Linked DNA regions of Triticum aestivum: region 2 is linked to region 1. A link is a contact called in public Hi-C data. All regions are on one chromosome and are shown on one strand. Each heading gives the region's core, a stretch centred on a gene start, on an enhancer-like site or on the middle of the called end of the contact. The rest is flanking DNA. Distances are from core to core; before and after follow the strand shown.

Region 1 (5,906 bases), core at 577-3,076:
GGTTGTGAGACATTCGATGATATATATATACATATATATATGATCGGTTCTACTAGAAATTCTATTTATATATATGCATAATGTGTACAATATGTAGTATCGTAAAATACCAGCAAACGAAAAGAATTAAATGAAAAATACAAAATTAAATGAAAAAGAAATTATAAACCCAAAACCCCCCAACCTTTTAATACCGGTTGGTGTCACCAACCGGTACTAAAGGGCTCCCTGCCCCTGGAGCTGACTCGTGACACGTGGTTGCCCTTTAGCACCGGTTCGTGCTGAACCGGTACTAAAGGGGGACCTTTAGTGTCCATATTTTAGTGCCGGTTACCGAACCGGTACTAAAGGGCCTTACGAACCGGTGCTATTGCCCGATTTTGCACTAATTTGTCTTTGTCACTGCCGAGAGTACACCTTAAAGCAACGAAGCTGACCTCAATGGTCTTGTTCTCTAATTTCACCACTGCACATGAGGCGAAGAAGGGGCCGGAGGGCATGTGAGGATTCATCAAATATCGATTATAATCACCCATGGTGGTGGGTCGTACTGTTTACGCACCATACACATGTGCACACCAATGGTAAGCAAACACAAGAAGTCCTGCTCCATTGTCTGGGTCAAATCTTAGATTACTACTATTGTTAAAAAGCTGGTGGGTGTCGTAATCACGCACCTCCGAAGAACACGAATACTAGCCGCCGGAACTAAACTAAAGATCGGGTCGGAGAGCCTCACCTCGGAGGTCGGATATATACAAACTCGCTGTGCACACACTCGCAATTCTTTTATGCGTGTGAAGCTCGCGTTGACGCACGCCCATTTTCGCGAGTATTATCCCGGCCCTGATTTGTCGCCGTCTCGATCAGTCAGTACGTGTATTGTACTGCCGCGTCTGGAGATGGCACCAATCAGGGCGTGGCCATTGAAATTCGTTGGCTCCCGCGTGTGTCACATGACAATGACCCCTGATCGGAAGAGATGGAACGCCTGGGCAAAGCGCCAAGGTTTGATTGTCCTCCTTGTCCTCGGAGAAAAGCTCCACCACAACAAACCCTAGTTAATCCCCTTCCTCCCCTCTGATTATCCATGTCTCGACGGGACCCGTGGGCCACGTACGGCGCCGCGTATATGGCACATTATTCATGCATGGAGCCATGGGAGTGCTAGCATGATTAATTAGTGCGAGAATAGCTGTACATGTGCTACGATCGTACTAAGTCGAAGCATTACTTGTGAACGTAGCTTCCATCATCCCAGCAGTGTCCAGATTCCAACCAGTCCATTTTAAATCGGTCGCGCGAGTGATGATCATGACAGCATGTCGTGGTTACTGGTTAGGTTAATTAACCCAAGCATACGTACAACCGTATCGTACGAGGCCGGCTGTCCTGTGCGTGCGTACCTGGCCAGCCGTATACTATAAAGAAAAGGAATGACCAGCACAGTAAAACGTCCCTAATTTAGACGCGCCCCCTATGCTAGCTCACGCCTTCATTTAGCCTTGTCTGCCTACTGTCCACCAGACTCTGCGCTGCGGTCACAACGGCATCGGCAGGCGCGCACTGGAGCTAGCTAGCGCGTGCGCTAGGGCGGCACGTACGCGCGGTACGTGTCCGCGCGCGCGCGCGCTCGGGCTGGCCTGCGCCGTTGTGGCTCTAGACGCAGCCTAGGGTCCCCCGCGCGGGCGCCCGTGTCCTGGCCGGCCGGCCGGTCCAACTAACGCGACAAACGAGTCCACGGCCGGGCTCGATCGGGGCGCGTCGCTTTGGGATTGCGCGGGCCATCGCTTCCCCGGCCCGACCTGGAGCGAGTAAAAACGGAGTTGGTGGGGGGTGCGGTGGGACTTCTCGGAATCGGGAGCCATCATGCTCGTACTACTACATAGATGAGATAGCGAGACTGCGAGGTCGGGCCTTATCAGCAGCGCCATCCCATCCCTCGCCGTCCCCCCTTCTTCCTCCCAGCCCGCCTTTAATTCGCCGCTCCCTCCATCCCTCGCCGCCACGTCCGGCCTCTTCTCGATCCTGCGCTCCCTCTTAGTACGTGTGGAGACCTCGACCGATCCGTCTTGCTCTTGCCCGGGCAGCTGGCTGCGCGCTAGCTCACGGGCCGGGAAAGCGCGCTTGGTGGAGGGGGAGGCGCGTCTCTGCCGCAAAGCGCCGCCGCCGTCGGGGGGAAGCTTGTGCTGGAGGTAAGGAACATGAGCTCGCGAGCTTGCTTTACTAGCTAGCTAGAGTGCATCATTGCTTAGAGCAGCTCTAGAGTCTAGGCAAGTCGTCAAGTTGACGACGCCGCCAGGATAGAAAGAAAAGAAAGAGTAGCCCCCCATGGATATAAGATCTTCCATTTCGTGTTGCTTGCTTCTCTCCTTTCGTAGCTGTGCTGCACTGCCGCATGCGAACTAATTAGTCTGCTGTGGGTAATCGGTGTAGTGGCGGTGGAGCTAGCGCTGAAGAGAAGGAGGTGTGGAGGGCGACCGATCGACGGCAAAGCTGGCGGCCGGCAAGTGGTGGGAGCGGCCAGATGAAGCGGCCATGGCCGGGATGGACCCTGGCGGGGGCAGCCCGGGCGCCGGCAGCTCGCGCTACTTCCACCACCTGCTCCGCCCGCAGCAGCAGCAGCAGCCCTCGCCGCTCTCGCCCAACTCCCACGTCAAGATGGAGCACTCCAAGATGTCGTCGCCCGACAAGACCCCCGTGGGCGACGCGGACGCCGGCGGGAGCGGCGGCGGCGCTGGCGCTGACCAGCCGTCGTCGTCTGCCATGGTCCCGGTCGACGGTAGCAGCGGAGGAGGCGGCAGCGGCGGCTCGGGCGGGCCCACCCGCCGTCCGCGCGGCCGACCCGCGGGGTCCAAGAACAAGCCCAAGCCGCCCATCATCGTGACGCGCGACAGCCCCAACGCGCTGCACTCGCACGTCCTCGAGGTCTCCGCGGGGGCCGATATCGTCGACTGCGTCTCCGAGTACGCGCGCCGCCGCGGCCGTGGCGTCTGTGTGCTGAGCGGCGGCGGCGCCGTCGTCAACGTGGCGCTCCGCCAGCCGGGTGCGTCGCCCCCGGGCAGCGTGGTGGCCACGCTCCGGGGCCGGTTCGAGATCCTCTCGCTCACCGGCACGGTGCTGCCGCCGCCCGCGCCCCCTGGCGCCAGTGGCCTCACCGTGTTCCTCTCCGGCGGGCAGGGCCAGGTGATCGGCGGTAGCGTGGTGGGAACTCTGGTCGCCGCGGGGCCCGTCGTCCTGATGGCCGCGTCGTTCTCGAACGCCGTGTACGAGCGGCTCCCGCTGGAGGGGGAGGAAGAGGAGGTGGCAGCCGCCGCCGCTGGAGCGGAAGCGCAAGATCAAGTGGCACAGTCAGGCGGGCCACCAGGGCAGCAGCCGGCGGCATCGCAGTCCTCCGGCGTGACCGGAGGCGATGCTGGCGGCATGTCGCTCTACAACCTTGCCGGCGGGAATGTGGGGAACTACCAGCTTCCCGGAGATAACTTTGGAGCCTGGGGTGGCGGCGGTGGCGGAGTCAGGCCACCGTTCTGATGCATGTCTAGGCAGTGCAACTGCAATCCACAGTTCTACACTCACATGACGAAGACATCACAGAAGTTTGAAGTGGCGGAGAAGCTATTGATATCCAGTACAGATGGAGAGCTTATGCATTGCTGGATTGTTCATTGGGCTGACCTTGTGATCTTGGTGCTATTTACACGCATGCATGCGTTGCAAAGATTGGGTATACAGGAGGGAGATCTATTGGAGATCATGAGAGGTATACTATGTTCAGGGAGCTAGTAGGAAGCTGATCATTCAAGGGACAAGAAACAGTTGGTCCAAGATCAAATTCTCAATAAGTTGAAAGGTCAGTGAGATCCAATGTTTTGTTTTTCTGGCAACAACGAGTGTTTTTCTTTCCCTTCCTCTTCGTTTTCGTTTGTAATGTTCTGTTCTATGATCTGGATGTATCTTGCTGTAGAATGATGTTCCTTGAAACTTTTGCTCCCCTTTCGTTTCCATGGCAAACTTCATGCATGCATGCATGCACGGTTGCTTCCAGCGTTTCACATGCATTCCATGACATATAAATTGCACATCTACGGTCAATTCTTGAATCGATGGGTTCCCGTGCTGGTCAAAATTTGTAAGCCCTAGCTTGGTCTAAAGCGTGCATGTGTTTGGAACACTGTGCTTTACATCAAGATATAAATTGTACAGTACTGGTAGGAGTATATGCAAACTAGCATGTCTCGGTCCATGAATTAAGCTCTTCTTCCTATGAGGAGCCACATGAGGCTAGTCATAGTGGGAGTAACTTAGCTAGTAACATAGCGCATTTCAAGAAAATTTTGCTTATGTGGCAAGTAGTTAATGAGAAATAGTAACATAATATGTTACTGTAACATAACGCTTCCCAATACAAGATGAGTTTACAAGCTAATAAATGAAGTCATCTATGACACTAGTACTATGTTAGGCCTCCTTTGGTTCATAGAATAGGATTATCATAGGAATATGAATCTTGTAGGAAATGAGATGACATGTATCTCAAATCCTATGAGTAGGAATAGGAAACAAGATGTCATTTGGTTGACACCAAAGAAATTTTTCCATTGAGTCTAGGCTCTTTTTTATTTTCCTATGAAATGTGGAGGATAGGAATCAATCCTATGTAGGAATAGGAATCCATTCCTATGAACCAAAGGGCTCTAAAGGAAAAAAATTTATAAGAATCCTATCCTCTAGAATTCCTATGAAATTCCTCTAAACCAAAGGAGGCCTTACTTTGCACTATGAAGATAGTACTCCCTTCGTTTTTATTTAGTTCGCATATTAGCTTTGGTTAAAGTCAAGCTTTACAAGCTTTGATCAAGTTTATATAAAAAATATTAAGATATACAATAACAAATCAACAACATTAGATTTATTATTAAATGTACTTTCACATTATATAGATTTATTATGATAAATGACTATATTATTTTCTATAAACTTGGTCAAACTTTACTAAATTTGACTTCAGTCAACTCTAATATGCAGAATAAATTAAAACGAAGGGAGTATCTTAGACTAGTGTTATATGCATCACACTAGTATAAGTTACTCCCCACTATGACCAGCCTGATGGTGGAGGTAGTACTCAGTTTTTGCTGCATACGCCCCCTCCTAGCTCAGGCCAAAAGCCTTCTGTCCCTCTCTATTTGTTTCACCTGCATGCAGTCTTCAATGGCTTCTGCCTTCTGGGGGCTCAGCTGAGCAGCTGACACTCCAGTGCTCAGTCAATTTGGCCTTTCATTGCCTTCAATTATGTGTGTGATTATATGCACAGCCACAGAAGGCTATACATTAGTACGTGTAGGTAGCAAAGCATAGATGAGAAAGTGGCAGTGGCAGCGATGCTACTGTACCGATCATTTATTGAATCTGCAGTAGAGAGGGAGGGGAAGACGCCAAGCCCGAAATTCACACTGCGCGCGAGATGAGATTCTCACCTCGTGCTTTTGTACTGGATCCTCCCAAGTACAATTTCTGGAACAGGGGCTCCAGCCCAGACAGACCCTGAAATGGAAAAAAGAGGAGGAAGCTTTCCCTTTTGCATAATTTCTGGGAAGGGAGGCATTCTCTATATCTCTCTCCTCGGCTTTGGAACTTGCTCAGAGCTTTTGCACCTTTTGCCCTTGAAGACGCAGATGCCAAGCCATCGCCTGTTCACCTGCCTTCTTTCTCTGGTCAAGTCAAGCATCTTCTCTCTCTCTCTCTCTCTCATGGTACTGGGGTGGAGTACGATGCATGGCCACTTGTCCGGCACAGTGCACTGCGTTCAAAACGAGTTGATGCTGCGATTTCCACTTGAACCGTGAGATCGTGTAGACAAGAAGGGAACCAAGAAATAAACCAAATCTTGGGGTTTTGTTGGATAT
Region 2 (6,073 bases), core at 1,345-3,844, 110 kb before region 1:
GCATAGGAATTTTTTTGAAATTACTGCGTTCCCCAACAGGGGGGCACCCTAAAACACACAAGTTGACATTGTTTAGCCGTGTGCGATGCCCCCCTCCATCATAATCCACCTCGGTCATATCGTTGCAGTGATTAGGCGAAGCCCTGCGCCGATAGCTTCATCATCACCGTCATCACGCCGCCGTGCTGACGAAACTCTCCCTCGACACTCAGCTGGATCTAGAGTTCGCGGGACGTCACCGAACGTGTGCAGATCGCGAAGGTGCCGTACCTTCGGTGCTAGAATCGGTCGGATCGTGAAGACGTACGACTACATCAACCGCGTTGTCATAACGCTTCCGCTTACGGTCTACGATGGTACGTAGACAACACTCTTCCTCTCTCGTTGCTATCCATCACCTAGATAGATCTTACGTGTGCGTAAGAATTTTTTTAATATTATTGTGTTCCCCAACACACAGGACATAGCCGCAGCCCCTACGCACGGGCATCGAGCATGGAAGCTATTTCTCACCCATATCAAGACATATGATAGCGTCACCTCTGTTTGGCACTCGTCTATGACTTGCCTTAGTGGGTTGGCCTAGTATAGAAGCTTTGGGAAGTTTGTATGCACCGGTTTAGTTTTACAACATTCCATGGGATTTTTCTTTATTTGTTGTGTTTTTTTAGGTTTTCATGATTTTATTGTTTTCTCTTTGGTTTTCTTTGGTTTTCGTCGTGTTTTTCTTTCTGTTTTTTATTTTCTGAATACAGGTTTGACTTTTTTTAATACATGTTGTACATTTTTATATACACATGTAACAATTTTTTATACACGTTGAACATTTCTCATATATCTGGTTAACATTTTTTGAAATACATATATACACATAACATGTTCTAATATGAATTGAACATTTTTCTGAATGGTAGAAAACATTTTTTAACTATGTGATTTATTTATGTTCTGTAAAGATTTTTGTTAAAATGTCACTCACATAAGCTTGGAACGCGTGACATTAGCTTAAAAGCACGAAAATATTAAATGGTATGAAACGTTTTTTAACTACCCCAACATTTTTACATTTAATAATATTTTGTTGAGTTGTGATGAACATATCTGTTGAAACACGTGAACATTTTTATTAAATGGCATGAATCACTTTTTAATTAACGCAAACATTTTTTAGAAATTATGTAAACATTTTATGGAAATGTCATGAACATCTTTTCCATGTGCGTAAACATTTTTAAAACGTAATGAACCATTTTTTCAATGCTATCAGCATTTTTTAAACGCACAACATTTTAAAAATTTAAGTATATTTATTTTTGGAATATTTGTATTTATACCTTGTTAGAATATTAAAAAAAACTAAACACGGATACGTTATGATATACCGTGTGTATATGGTGCTGCACACGGAAACTTTGGGCCCAACCCATTTGAGGTGGCGCTGCAAGCGAGCGTCCCATAAAGATCTTGTACCAAGCAAGGTATAGGCGCTCCGCGTGGCTGGGGTTTGTCACCGTCCCTGCTTGCAGCCATCACCCACAACTCTTTTAAAGCAACGGTTGGAAATATCTTGATAACTTGAAAAAGTCCACTCCTGAAATAAGGTTCCCACTATAACGGTGACAATTTCTCAAAAAAAAAGAGGAGATGGTTGACATTGAGCTACAGTCTTTTTTGAAGAGTCCACTGTTTATGTTCAGTTTGCCTGTCTCCATGTTAATAGTTCAAATGTCATAACTACCTTCCCTTATTTTGTTCTCCTTCTGTTTTAACAATGCGTGGGCTTGTTTGCAACAGTCGGTTTCCGATCGAGATGAGTCAAAACTTGCACCGGTTCCAATCAACCAGCACACGGATTTCAAAAAGGTTAAATATGCTTTGGTTCCTTGAGCTCGCAGATTTCGGTTAGAAAAAATCTCTCGTCAATCCAGTTGCCGCCCACTTTCTGTGTTTGTCAAACGAATATACCTGCCGCCCATGCCGTGCCGGTTCTTACGCAGCAGGCAGGCAGCACTAGCCAGGAACAACTCGAATTTACCTTTCTCCGGCCCTTTTCAAATATAAAATGCACCTCGCTTTCGCGCAAATATGTGTGGGACCGGACCACACTCTGCCAAATCTCCGTACGAGCACGGGCTACTACTATTTCATTTCATCCGGCTCTTTTCCCTTGAAAAAAGAAGAAGAAGGGCATAAGGGATGCTAGTGGGCCGTGAGATCTCCACTACTACCGCTGCATACACCGAGCCCATGATTCCCGGGCCAACTCGGGAGACGTTCGTGTGATGCATCGACGGCGACGGCGGCGGGCACCGGCCCCTCCCTCGTCGCCGTCGCCATGTTCGCTCGCGGACGTGACGGCACCGCGCGCGCGCGGGGGAGCAACGATCGACGGGCGCCTGCGTGCATGTCGCCGGCCGGCATCGTCACATGGGCGCGCGGCCCGCCAGTTGCTCCGCGTGGCCCGCCGGCCGGCCCATCACGCGCGGGCGTCGTCAAAGATTCGACGTGACATCTCCGGTTCTCCCTCCCTGCGCTCCGTCCGCACCGCACGGCGCACCCACCCGGTGGGCGCGTCCCCGTCGCGGGGGCCGCCCCCCACGTGTGCGCGTGGCCCTCTCCTCGCCCCCACGGCCCAGTGAAGAGCTCCCCCATCCCACGTGCCGCCTCTAGTGCAACCGCTGTTCATCGGCTCCCCACACCAACAGCGAAGGAAAGGGCATTTGCAGGCCCGCTGCTCGACAAGTGTCCTCCTCGCTCCTGCCCTCGCCCCGAACGCCGCGCCCACTGCGCGCCTGTTGTTAACCCTATCCTTCGCGATCCGTTGACAGTATTTAAAACGTAGGAGGATCTTAAGTTAGAGATACACCTGAACAACCAATTTTGTACTCCTATCTGATTGATTTCGATGTCGGTTTAGCTCAAGCAAGACCCCTCTAATTAACCCAAACCAGGCCAATAATCAACGATGGCCTTCCTTGATTACTATCTAAAAAAAGATCGACCGATGGGGACGCCATGTAGTAGCACTGGTTCCAGATCAGGACAACTCAAAATGGGGGGACATAATTCCATGAAATGACAGGGAGGGATGCATGCAAACATGGAGCCGGCCGCCATTGATTCCAAGTTGCATGTATCTAGCCCGGATTAGGCGAGCACAGGTTAAGACCGGCCGGCCAGCCAGCGAGCCAGCCAACTTGGCGCATCACTTCATCTCGATGGATTGGAGTCCAATCAATCAAGCAAGCAAAGTATAATGCGCACAGCACACAGACTGTCGATCGATCGACCCTAGCTAGGCTGCTCGAGGAAGGGTCGTTAACAATCGATGCGCTAAAGTCAGAGAGGCGCATTAACAAACGAAAAGATTATACAAGTATATGGTTATCATTAGCTAGCTCGCTCGCTAAGCTAACAACTGGACAGGGCAGCGCGCGATCGAGGGGCCGTCCACGGCGACGGCGCAAGGCGACAAGCGCGGGCGACGGCACATGCCCGGCGATCGACGGGACAGAGCGCCGCGCGGGATTAATTATCTTAATCCCACAGCTCTGAGAGATCGTCCGATCTAATCTAGTTAATCTAATCCCCTGCCCACTTGCGTGCCAGGCTACTTTAATCGGGCTTTAGCCCGCCATCGCCAGTTTCTTAATCAACCGGCCGGCGGGTCATTGGATGCTCGCTAGTTAGCTAGCATGATTAGCTAAGCCGTGCTTATATTAATCGCGTCGTGGCCTGTCCCGTCCACCCATCTAATCAGCTCCTCTCAGTGCATTTCACCTAGGCATGCAGGAGCTCGGATTACTTAAAGCTGAAGACGATGTTAATTAGGTTAAGTTACTCTGGTACTTTGTCTTTGTACCAGGAAGTAACTCCCAGAATAGGCGCTGCTCTTTTTCCCGAAATGACCAAACCCATGATGTCAGTGCCTCGACCGGCCTGCAATTTCTGCTGCTAACCTTTTCACAGTTTGATCTGCAATTCGTCCATATTTCATGCATGCGCGCACGTACGGCGGGAATCGGGTGTTGGGAAAAAACATGAACGAAAGCTATGTGTTTCAGCTTTTTGATTAGAAAGCGGCCGGGCACTAATTATTGCCCTCCTCTGTCTAAGCACAGCGTCGTGACAGGCTTTCTTGATGTTTTAATAGCTTAAAACAGGTAGGGCTAGCTACACAGCATGCAGCAGCTAGCACACTGGCTAATGTGCTTTAAGATCATCAACAGTGCACCCCAACAACAAGCTGTAAAGAATAGTTCCCTGCCCTCCATCAGCTTGGATTTTGGTTATAAAGCAAGACCTGACAATTAAGATCAGTATCCAAGCAGGCCAGGGGAGAAAATATACATGTTCATGTAGGGATGCAGATTTGGACTATTTGAAGCATGTCCTATGAGTATCTAGCAAGCTAGATATATACTTTTGAAAAATAAAAGTAAGCAATACCATTCACAGAATGCCTAAAATAGTTAATTAGCTAGTTGAGTTTATCAAATTAGCTAGCTGTTGGAGCCTTTGCATGTTGAAATTGAATAATAGTTGACCTAGTTTGTAACTTTGTATATTACCTTGCATTTTCAAGCAGTTATATATGTGTGTGACGGTTGTCAAGGCAATCGGCCAGTTAATCAATCATTGTTCGATCGAAGAAGGATAATTATCAGCTATACAATCAAAGGGTTGGATCGAGGCAAAAGGACATGGATTCGTCGATATATTTCTGATTAATCAGCTGCATGCACAACTGCATATGTGGAGTACCATCATGTTGCCACACGCATGCATGCTGCTCAATTATGCTAGCTGTCTGGCACGTATGACAATTGACAGCATCTACCACTGCATATTTAGGCATATCCGGCCATGAACTGATACGTGTCTCGGCTCCTATCGCCGAGGAATATATACTATGTAATTTCTCAATTACCATGTTGATCATAGTAGAGCAGTTGTTAATATATTTGCCACAGCTACCATTACGTTTACATATCTGCGTACGTACTCGCCCACCAACCAACGAAACTCGCTCAGGGCAAATAAACAAGCCCATCAACCTGTGGTTGAATGGTTAGAGGGACAATGGTATTTTCAGCTCACCAGGGTTCAAGTCCTGGCGCTCACATTATTTTTGGATTTATTTCAGCATTTTCGGCGATGCGCTTTCAGTGAAAGGAGACGTTTCCGTCGACGACGAGGCGCCGCCTATGGCAACTTCGTAAATCTCAAAATGATATGTCGGCTTACTCTGTTTTGAAGGCCCTCATAAAGATAAAATGTGTGTTTGTGCGTTTATAGAAGTGAATGTATGCGTGTATGTATGAGCGCTTGCGTATGTACCGTGTTCAAAATAAATAAATGAACAAGCTACTAAAACAAAAGCATGTATCACCACCGTGAGAAGAATTAGGTCATCACGGGCCATGTAAAGCAGTTTTTGTCGCCGTACAAGTGTAGCCATGTTGGCCCCACCGTAGGGCATCTAGCTCAACCTCCAATACAGTGCAATGCAATACAATACTGCGCAAGATAAGTTAAGCATAAGCTTGAACACATAAACAATGGGTGTTAAGTTGGGTAAACCAACACCGTCAGGCGTCACCTACTAGCTAGCTAGCTTTAATACTCTCCTTACAATAATACTGCCATCGTAAAGCCCAGTGGAGATCGACATCGTCCCTGCGCGCGCCTTTGTCCGCCCCATTAATTTCTTCGAAACCTAGCCATCTGGTCCAGTCTCTTGCCCGTCGGTCTAGCTAGCCAGGAGTATCTAAGCTATCGTTTGTTCTGTACAGTACTGGCTGATGAGCTAGTGAGTCCGGAGTAGTAGCAGTGTTCAAACAATATTGAATTAGCTAGAGTAGTGCGACTATGATCTGACATGCGTAATATAGTTACTTATATCTGAGTAGTAGCTAATTAGATTAAGCACTGACAGGGTGCAAATAGTGGAAAGCAAGGGCATGAGGTCATGCTCATGCACGCACGCACGCATATATGTGCTCCTGGAGCCGCGGGGCTACGCCAATCAACTGCAGTTACTTGTATGCAAGTAGGCGGGCAGCTAGATATA

Evidence for each region. Hi-C and Micro-C count contacts between places; a contact is called where the count stands out from the background.
Region 2: a Hi-C map of leaf shows a contact between it and region 1, with 3 times the contacts expected there. The contact joins the enhancer-like site here to the promoter of LOC123128172 in region 1. A contact is called at or near these places in 3 of 5 Hi-C or Micro-C datasets (leaf and an unstated tissue).

Annotation. Positions count from the first base shown.
Region 1 is chr6A:507,530,914-507,536,819 of IWGSC CS RefSeq v2.1, reverse strand. LOC123128172 (AT-hook motif nuclear-localized protein 25) reads left to right here and starts at 1,826. Exons shown (of 2, transcript XM_044548105.1): 1 at 1,826-2,195; 2 at 2,437-4,040. The coding sequence starts at 2,539. The coding sequence ends at 3,531.
Region 2 is chr6A:507,641,027-507,647,099 of IWGSC CS RefSeq v2.1, reverse strand. No RefSeq gene overlaps it. Among protein-coding and RNA genes, the nearest start is that of LOC123128173, 85 kb to the left of the region's middle. Within about 2 kb of position 2,594, at least 6 of the 8 cell types and tissues checked have an H3K27ac peak or open chromatin away from gene starts, as enhancers often do. A contact at or near this core is called in leaf, where this site is marked.